2 separate regions of the Anser cygnoides genome follow, and region 1 is linked to region 2. A link is a contact called in public Hi-C data. All regions are on one chromosome and are shown on one strand. Each heading gives the region's core, a stretch centred on a gene start, on an enhancer-like site or on the middle of the called end of the contact. The rest is flanking DNA. Distances are from core to core; before and after follow the strand shown.

The links. Hi-C and Micro-C count contacts between places; a contact is called where the count stands out from the background.
Region 1: a contact with region 2 is called in a Hi-C map of liver, with 9 times the contacts expected there. The contact joins the promoter of DIMT1 here to the promoter of ERCC8 in region 2. A contact is called at or near these places in 2 of 7 Hi-C or Micro-C datasets (both in liver).

Annotation. Positions count from the first base shown.
Region 1 is chrZ:75,133,505-75,138,020 of Taihu_goose_T2T_genome, reverse strand. DIMT1 (DIM1 rRNA methyltransferase and ribosome maturation factor) reads left to right here and starts at 2,295. Exons shown (of 12, transcript XM_048055135.2): 1 at 2,295-4,377; 2 at 4,473-4,516. The coding sequence starts at 3,915. IPO11 (importin 11) reads right to left here and starts at 2,118. Exons shown (of 32, transcript XM_066988839.1): 1 at 2,037-2,118; 2 at 1,446-1,523.
Region 2 is chrZ:74,574,342-74,578,896 of Taihu_goose_T2T_genome, reverse strand. It overlaps ERCC8 (ERCC excision repair 8, CSA ubiquitin ligase complex subunit), which reads left to right and starts at 2,786. Exons shown (of 12, transcript XM_013180582.3): 1 at 2,786-2,943; 2 at 4,391-4,486. The coding sequence starts at 2,867. NDUFAF2 (NADH:ubiquinone oxidoreductase complex assembly factor 2) reads right to left here and starts at 2,745. Exons shown (of 4, transcript XM_048051656.2): 1 at 2,535-2,745. The coding sequence starts at 2,661.

The sequences.
Region 1 (4,516 bases), core at 1,046-3,545, 560 kb before region 2:
TCCATCATTCTATAAATTTTCCTATGAGCCTTTTTTCCTAAGATTATAGTACCTGTATCAATCATGCCAGATGTTAGTATTTCTACTGAGTAGTAAAAACAAACAAACCACCAGTATTCTGAATGTTCAGGGTATTTCTAGAACCATTAACAACTACACTAATGACCACAATCACTACAAAGATTAATGTTAGTCATTAAGACTTTCAAAAACAATAGATTTTTTATGTAAATGAGGAAGACTGTCTACACTTTGCCAATTGAAAACATAATAAAGAGAAATAAAGACACTTATATAGGAAGGAGCTACAGTGTTTCTTCTCCTCACTGCTATTGACAGAAACAGAAGAATAGAACTTATTTATAACAATTTGTATATGTATATATTTTTTACAAGAGTACAACACTGAAACTAAAACCCAGTTATAAGAAAAATCAGCATGCAGAAGACACCAGGGAAGAAGCAGTAAACAAAAAGGAGGAACACAGGAATAATGGAGAACTGCGAGCAAGGCTGATAATATTTACAGAGGTATCTCGGATTACATTATAAAATATGCAGATGAAGAAAAATGGCCTCTTATGGTAAATGGAAACTAGCCAAATGAAACTGACCAAAAATCCCAACAGAAATAACAGGAATAAAAACTGACAGTGGGACTATTCCAAGGAATATGCTTGGATATAGCTCAGAGGAAACCATGTCATAGGGCTCAGTACCAATAACACAGAAAAAGAAAAAAAAAAGAGAAACACAGAGACAATAGAAGAATATTTTTAATGTTTAATAGTCAGCTTATGCAATGACCAAACTCATAAGACTAATCTTATTCCCTATTCTTCCTAGCTCATCTTATTTTAGTAGATTTTCAAAAACACGACTGAACACTTCATAGTGAATTAGCATTCAAGAGCTGACATATAAATGCAAGTTTCAGTCTGCCTTCATGCAGAGACTTTAAATTAATTATTAAATAGTTAATTGAACTGAAAATTGAATTGAAAACAATTTCTGAAGATGGTTAGAACTTGTGTCTGATGATACAGTTTGAAAATTTTCTATGTTCAGCTTGGGCAACAAAAGCCTTCATTAGGCCATATATATATATATTTACAGTACAAAACACCCTTTTGCAGAACATTACAATGACGGAATGCGAGAAGAAAAGTAGAGAGTGATGAACGATACTAGCATTTAAGTTTCAAGAAGTCATAACCCATAAGGAACACGCTATTTGTAAGGACTGAGGTGGCCCCATGTATTACGAATGTGAATCCAAAAGGCACTGCACACACATTACAGATACACTTCATCTTTGAGGCAGGGGAAGCAAGGTATGTAGCAGCAGAACCTGGAAACTGCACCAGCACTGTGTTTATGGCCACGTTCTTACACTTCACACGTTGCCAACTTGTACGTAAACACGAATAGGAGACATAACTCACCACTCCTGCACCCACCCTGCCTTGGATTTTGGGAAGAAGCCGTTTCCAGTAAGTTGTCAACTGCTATCCCTCCAGAATCTGTAGGAAAAAAATAAGCGTATTTAGCAAAAAAAAAAAAAAAAAAAAAAAACAAACCAACTAATAAAACGGTACTCGCCCTTTTCCACAGAACAGAAGTTCTGCCAAGATGCAGCCCGACCGCTCGGCTCACCGACGCCTCCCCGCCGGCCGTACCCGCACGGAGAGCCACCGCAAGGAGAAACGCGGCAGCGGCTCCCCGCGATTAGCTAGCAGACCCCTTCTCCCTCAGAGCCCCTCGCCACGCGACCTACGCGCAGAGCCGGGAGGAGAAAAACACCACACAAAAAATAAGCCGAAGCTGAGGCGGGGCAGCGGGGAGCACACGCGGCGGCCAACAGCGCGGCGAAGGCCGCCTCGCCCCCTCCCCGCCTCCCGGCCGGGCCCGGCACCCCCCGACCCGCCGCGGTACCCGGGCCGCGGCCGCTCCCTCACAGACGGCGGCCGTTGGCGGCCGTTAGCCCCGTGACGACGGTGCCGGCGCGTGCAGCGGGGGCCCGGCGCGCGGCTCACCGTTGGCGGCGGGCGGTGGCGGCGCCGCACGCGGGGGTGGGCGGGGCGAGGCCGGCGGTGGGCGGGGCCGGCCCTGGCGCGCGACCCCCGCCCGCTCCGAAGCTGGCGCCACGAGCCCGGGGAGGGGAGGGGGGGGAGGGTGCCGCTGCAGCGCCCCGGGGATGACGTCATCGCCCAGCGACGCACGCGGGGGGGCTCTCCCCGCCCGCCCGACGCCGCGCATGCGCGTGCCGCCGCCGACGGGGAGGGGGGGGCGTGGCGTGGCTGAGGGGGTAACGGCCGTTTAACGGTCGCGTAGCGGGCCCGTCGGTCGCGATGTGTGCGTGTCTCGCGACACGTCTCGTGGGTGGCCTCGAGCTGTCGAGGTCGGTGTGTAAGCGGTGGGAGGTAACGGAAGGAAGGAAAAATAAAGTTTTGGGGGAGTTTTAGCTACTCCGTGGTCATCCCGAGCAGTTGAGCGGCGAGGGAGCACGGCATGAAGGGGCCCCCGTACAGACACGGGGTGTTCACATGCACCGAGCCGGGCGTGTGGTGCTCAGTGACTTCGTCACTGTTCGTTTCTTCGGAGGAACAGCAAACGCTGAAGGTGTATCTGATGAAACCGTCAGGCTGGGCTCTGCGATGCCCGGATCTGCAGCGGAGTGAGGAGCTGGGGCCCCTGTACACAGCCCTACCGCTGGGTTTGTGTCCTTCACCTGTGACAGCACATCAGCTCGGAACAGCGGCAAACACCCACCCCTACGGTGTGCCAACAACACAGGGACATTCAATTTTAAGGCACAGTTTCTGATGATAAACTGATAGCCCACTCACGTCAGTTAAAACGTGATGTTGCTTTAGCATTGCTTGAAATCACCTTTTAGTCATGTTTTCGAGGCTGAAAAAAAGTTAAATAGTAGCTGTTGGAAGATGGGACATCCCTGGAGGACTCAGGAAAGAAGAAATAATTCTAGTTGTTTGTATATAGCAGCATTGTGAGAAACAAAGTTGTGTTTTTGCAGTAGAGAAATAATTTTCTGTATTCAAAGGTAGTTGCGTAGTGTGGGAAACTAAGTTGTGTTTTTGCAGTAGAGAATTACTTTTCTGTATGCCAAGGTAGTTGTGTAGTCATAATAAGGAGAAATGCTAAGTAGGTAAGTGGACAGTAGAAGGCCTCACTGTTCCAAAATAAGGTAGAAGCTTGAGAAAAAGGATGAGCAGTGTGGGAACAGTAAAACAAAGATCACAAGTTCTCAAAACATAAGGAGAAATTAAAGGGTTGAAAAATAGAAAAATTGTGCATATATGGTATAGAGGAGCGTCGAGTAGCTTGCGAACCTGCAGTACTCAGCCAAGGAAGAAACGGGAGGTGATCAGGCGTTGGGTAATAGGGAATAAAAGGTTATGATTTGTTTACTAAAATGCGCTCCTGATTGACAGGACGCCCGCCATTGCAATTGCAAAGAAAATAGCTTCACAGAAGATCCTGTCTGAAGAAAATTATTTGAGGTGTTTCTCACAGCATAATGCTGAATACTCTGACACAGAAAATCCTCTATTAACAACTTTTTCTTTTCTTTCCCCCTTGCTATCTATTCTCACTCTTTTTTCCTGCCTTCTACTCATGCACAGCTAGCTGGAATGGGTATTCTGCTTTGTGTGTGGGTGTGTGTGTGTTTTAACCTCCTCACAACAATAAACCGACGTCTAAATAACCAAAGCAATTGACTTCCCTAATGCTGTATATTAAGCAATACTATTTCGATAAGAAATACTATTTAGCTAATAAATACAAGTATTTACCTAGGAAAACAGGCTGCCATTCTTTGTGACGTTAGGGACATATATTCCCATATATAAGACAAAGGAGGAAAGTATATTCCCATAATTCTATGTAAGATGAAAGAGGAGATAGCAGCAGCACCAATGGATCATGCCACCCGTAAGCGGCTAACGCCACTCAGACAAACCCAAGTGGCTGTCGCAAACACACCACTGATATTACGTTGGCCCTGCTCTGTGTCGGCTGCTGCGGGCACACCGCAGCACCTCGGCACCCTCCGCCACGCGGAAGCCGTTGGTCCGACCGCGGGCAGAGGCCAGCCGAGCCCCCTGCCGCCCGCGCCCCGCGCCCCGCCCCGCAGCGGCACCGCCGCGGTTGGACCCCCGCGGCCGCCGTCGGGGCCCGCCCCGCTGCCGCGTGTCGCGGTGCCGCCGCGGTGCTCCACGGGACCCGTAGTCCCCTGGCCGCGCCGCGGCGGCCGCACGCGTGCTCGCAGCCGGGCCGGGCCCGCCGCCGCCATGCCCAAGGCGCGGGCCGGGAAGCGGCCGCGGCGGGAGCGCCCCGAGGGGAAGGCTCCCGGTGAGGCCGAGTCCTGGCCCGGGAGGCCGCGGGGCGGGGGGTGCGGGCGGGGCGGGAGCGGCGTTACGGCTGTGTGTGTCTGTGCTTCCCCGCAGGGATCCTCTTCAACACCGGCGCCGGGCAGCACATCCTGAAGAAC
Region 2 (4,555 bases), core at 1,537-4,036:
TTTTACAGGGCAACATTTCTGACACACAGCAAATTCATAATTCACAGTTAGATTTTACATACAAAATGTTCTAAAAAAACACCACAGCAATATCAACTTAGAAAACAATTCTGATTAAGAACATATCTCGTAAAACCAACAACTTTATGTCAGTTTTCACTCATTATCCTGTGAATATATGTAACAGTTATTATTTGTTCATCCATTTCTCCAGCACCCAAGACAGTTAACCGGATTCATGGAGGGTTTTGTCTTTTTGAGGTCACTAAAAATCCATGATTTGGCCACATTAATTTATTGCTGTGCTTCCAAGCCTCCATCCACAGCAGGGTAATGTGTACTGGGACCTTAACAGCTGGAGGAGTTATGAGTTGTCCTACACACCTTTTCACCTATACTCTTCTTAGATATTCACAGAATCTCTTCTACCCACTTTCTGAATGTATTGAAGGCCATTTTCTTAAAGCATACTGTTTTCATTCTACTTATTTCCTCCCTCCATAATAATTGTTATAACCCATATACTATGGTCAAGTGTGTCAGATTTTAACAGTGAGTTCCATCAGTTAGTATAATACAGAACAAATCAACAGAACAAAAAGCAAAGTATAAACGCATTCATGAAAAAGTTCCACCACCACTTCTTTGAGCGGGGAATTCTTGCTTACTTCATTCTGAATTCTTTCATTCTGCTCCTGATGACGGATTTTTTTAGATCATCTAAAGCCAAAATTAGTGACCTGTAAGCATTCATCAGTGAGATAAATATAAAACAGAATTATCAAAAATATTTTCACATAAACATCTAGTAATATTTTCCCATGTGCACTCTCCTGTACTGTAGTTACATAAAAAGGACAAAAAGAGAGAACTGTCTGTCTGTGAATTAAGACATGTATGAAAGATGTGGTATCGATTTTGAGTAATCCAAATTTCAGTTTGTGGAGCAAAATTATAACCCTTCCCTTACTTTCATTCTAAAAATAGAAGAGAAGCATGGCAAGAGTGAATAAACATTAGCCCCTTGCCAGATATTTATTCCTCGCCTGTTTTTTAATATTGTTTTAAAATTCCTGATTTCTCTCAAGCAATATCCATTTAACTGGGTTTGATCATGCGAAGTAGAAAAGAGCTTAACAGCAAACTTTCTAATAGAAAGTCGAGGAAAACTGAAGTAAACATGGTAAAGAAGTTTGTATGGTATGACTGTAAACATGATAGCTCTTGACTCTGTTTCAAGACAACTTGTATAACCTTACCCTGTCTAACAGCTCATCACCTTCATTCTCTCTTCCGTGCCAGCTCTAGCCTGCAGCTTATTCTTCATCAAGTCATTTTAAATCATTTTTCTATTAAAGTTTTCTGCAGAAAGGTCAAATAAATAACAGTGAAAAGTTAGCAGCAGTGAGAAAGAAAATAGGGAGAAGAAATCTCTCCCTTTCGGTTGCCGTAAACTCTGTATCTACCCCTCTGATACTCATAGATTCTTTTTTGTCTCTCTTTCCCTTCCGCATAAAGAGGAACGCTTTCTGAGTAAGGGAAGTTTTTATGCTGGTGAACCTCCACCTGGGATCTAAGAAGCCCTCTAAACCTTAATACAAAGCTGTGCAGAATATAGACTGCTTTCCTTAAAGTACTTTTGTATACTCCTCAAAGTCACAATAAGCCCCAGTAGTGAGAAGACCAAAAGCAAGACACACGAAGCCTGGGATTGTTACGTTGCTGTATTAACCCAGAGGAATCATTGCTGACAAAAGGGCATTCACATCATTTTCCCAAATACTTGTTCAAGCAGACCTGCTTTAAGTCACCGCGAGTTCTTCAGGAAGCTGTACAGCAAAACAAGTCAGGGAACTACTTGGAAGGCACCACTACTCCAGAAGACATTACATGTATCTGAAGGGATGATGTGTGCCCTCCCTACCCCCTGCATTTCAGGAAGGGCACTGACTTCAGTGACTGCACAGCCTCAGACCTTCTGCTTCTGCTCCTACTTCTCTGCTTTTACTCTGAAGAACATCACATAGAATGAGTCTCCACAGCCTTGGGGTGTTCTGATTGAATTGACCATGTAAAATATATGGAGTACTGCAAGCAGATAAATTAGCCTGTGTAGGGAATGAAAACATAACTGTAAAACATCGTGGTGCGTACACTCACTCACACAACTTCAGGGGTGACACCTTCAGTTAGTTACGCATGGTTGTGCAGCATTGAGAACGATGTAAGGACGTGCTATAAGCACACCTAGGTTCCTCAAATACAGACAGAAGCAGAGAAAAACGTTTTTCCTCAGAAGTGCAGCGAGGACACACGCAGGAATGCACTTTTAAAAGAGTTCAGAAGTAATGAGAAGAGCCCCCTCGCAGGCTACCTCCCCGCTGCAGGCTGGCAGCCGCGCTCTAAAACCCCTGGATAACGGGCTCCACCTCCTCCTCGCCCTACAACAGCCGCCCGGACAGACACCCGCTGCGCTCCCCACACGCCGCGCGGGCCCGCCCGGGGGCAGCGGGTAACGGCCCTGCCCTGCCTACCTGCGCGGGACTCGTGCTCGGGCACGCGGTAGTACTTGTTGCCGAACTGGTCGGTGCCCGCCAGCTCCTTGCCGGGACCGAACATCCGCAGGCGCAGGGCCCGCAGCGCCTGACGGGCCCGGCTCATGGCGGGGCGGCCGCTAACGGCCACCAACGGCCCCCAGACGCCACCACACAGCCCCGCCGCCACCCTCCGCCCCGCCCCTAGAGTCGGAGGCGGGCATGCCAGCAACGGCGCTCGCCATTGGCGGAGGCCCGCCCGCCCCCGGGCAACCCCGGCCAGCCCGGGACCAAGATGGCGGATCGGCGGCGGGTGTCGCCGCTTGGCCGCCATGTTGGGGTTCCTGTCGGGCCGCCAGGCCGGGCTCGACGACCCACTGCGGCTGCGCCGCGCCGAGGCCACCCGGAGGTAGCGGGGCCCGGGGGGACGGGGACGGGGTCGGGGAGCCCGCTGAGAGCCCGCTGAGAGCCCGCTGAGAGCCCGCTGAGAGCCCGCGGGGCCCTCACGTGTGTTGTGCTCGCCGCTGCCCGTCGGCAGCGCTGGGGCCAGCGGAGGAGCGGTGACGGGACAGAGGGGCTCGTCGGGGCTCCTTGGAATATCGCGATAACGTTTGATCGGGGAATAAGTTTCGCGGCTGTATTTCAAAGATAAATCCGGTAGGGCCAACCTCGGCTCAGTTCCTCACAGCACCCTCACGGCACCCTCACAGCTGGGAGGATTTGTGCTGCGGATTTACCCATCTGTTCCTCTCCGCTTGGACTTCTGTGGCTCTATCGCTGTAAAGGAAAATAAACTGTAAATGGTGGAAATGCTGCAATTCACGAAGCTCGTTTCTCTTGTGTATCTTTACAAAACGTGTGCTTTCTCTCCCTTCACGTGTCATTCAGCGCTGAGAAGGAAGCACAGCGTGCAGATTTTACGTAACTCAAACAACCATTTACCTAACTTTTTTTTTTCTTTCCTCCCTAAACGTTTTCATTTTGGTTTTGAAAAAAATCTTCTATAGTCTTCAGCAGATGGCGTTTGTAACTACCTTTTCAAGTCACATGCTTTAAAACGTTTCTTGAAGGGATAAAACCCCTTCACTAAAATTCAGTCTTGAGCTCAAAAGTGTTTAATTAACTATCTTGTACATGTCAAAATTCTAGCATAATTGTGTTGCTTCCTGTATTTTAAAAGGGCTTAAAGAACTTAATGCTTTTGAAGCATGTGTATAGGCATGCTGTCAGGGGTCTGCCTGTAACATTTTAAGTTTCTCACAGAAAATATTAGAAAATACTAATCACAGCTCCAAAATGTTTCAGGGAAGCTTCACCATGTGGAGGGCGTGCTTTTTATTTGATGCTGCAGAAAACATAACACCCAAAGATTGTGCCATGAGAGGAAATACTGTAATTTGTTAAACTAAACAAATCTGTCCACTAGGTGTCCATAGTTCCAAGTAGGAGCGATGGCACATAATAAAGCTTCTAAGTAACTAATATTTGTTGCAGCTGTGACAAATATTTTGTAATGTTTACCCTATGTTGTATTGTTAAACTACATTCCTGTTCTAATGCTTCGTATGTTGACCCTAAGTGCGGCTTTGGTATTCCTTTGAGCCTGTTTTACATACGTACTTCCATCTTACCTTCCAAACAACACATACTTTTTCTGTCAAATTTTCAAGTCTTATTTCCAGCATTGTATTGTGTCTGCAAGTCTAATTTTGGGGAAAAAAGAAAAAATATGGGAACGGGTTAGATGCATTGAGGAGGGGTGAAAATATGATTTTAGCTGTTTGTAACTACATAGTAACATTTTAAAGATCTGTTGTTCTTATTGTTCATCTCTGTTTTTCTTCTTTTTTTTTAAGGGTTCTCAGTTTGGAATTAAATAAAGATAGAGATGTGGAAAGAATACATGGGAATGGTATTAACAGCCTTGATATTGAGCCTGTTGAGGGAAGATAGTAAGTATGTACTTTAGTTTGGTAAAAATGTTTTTAAGCACTTCACTGTCTTTTGGTAATACCAAATTA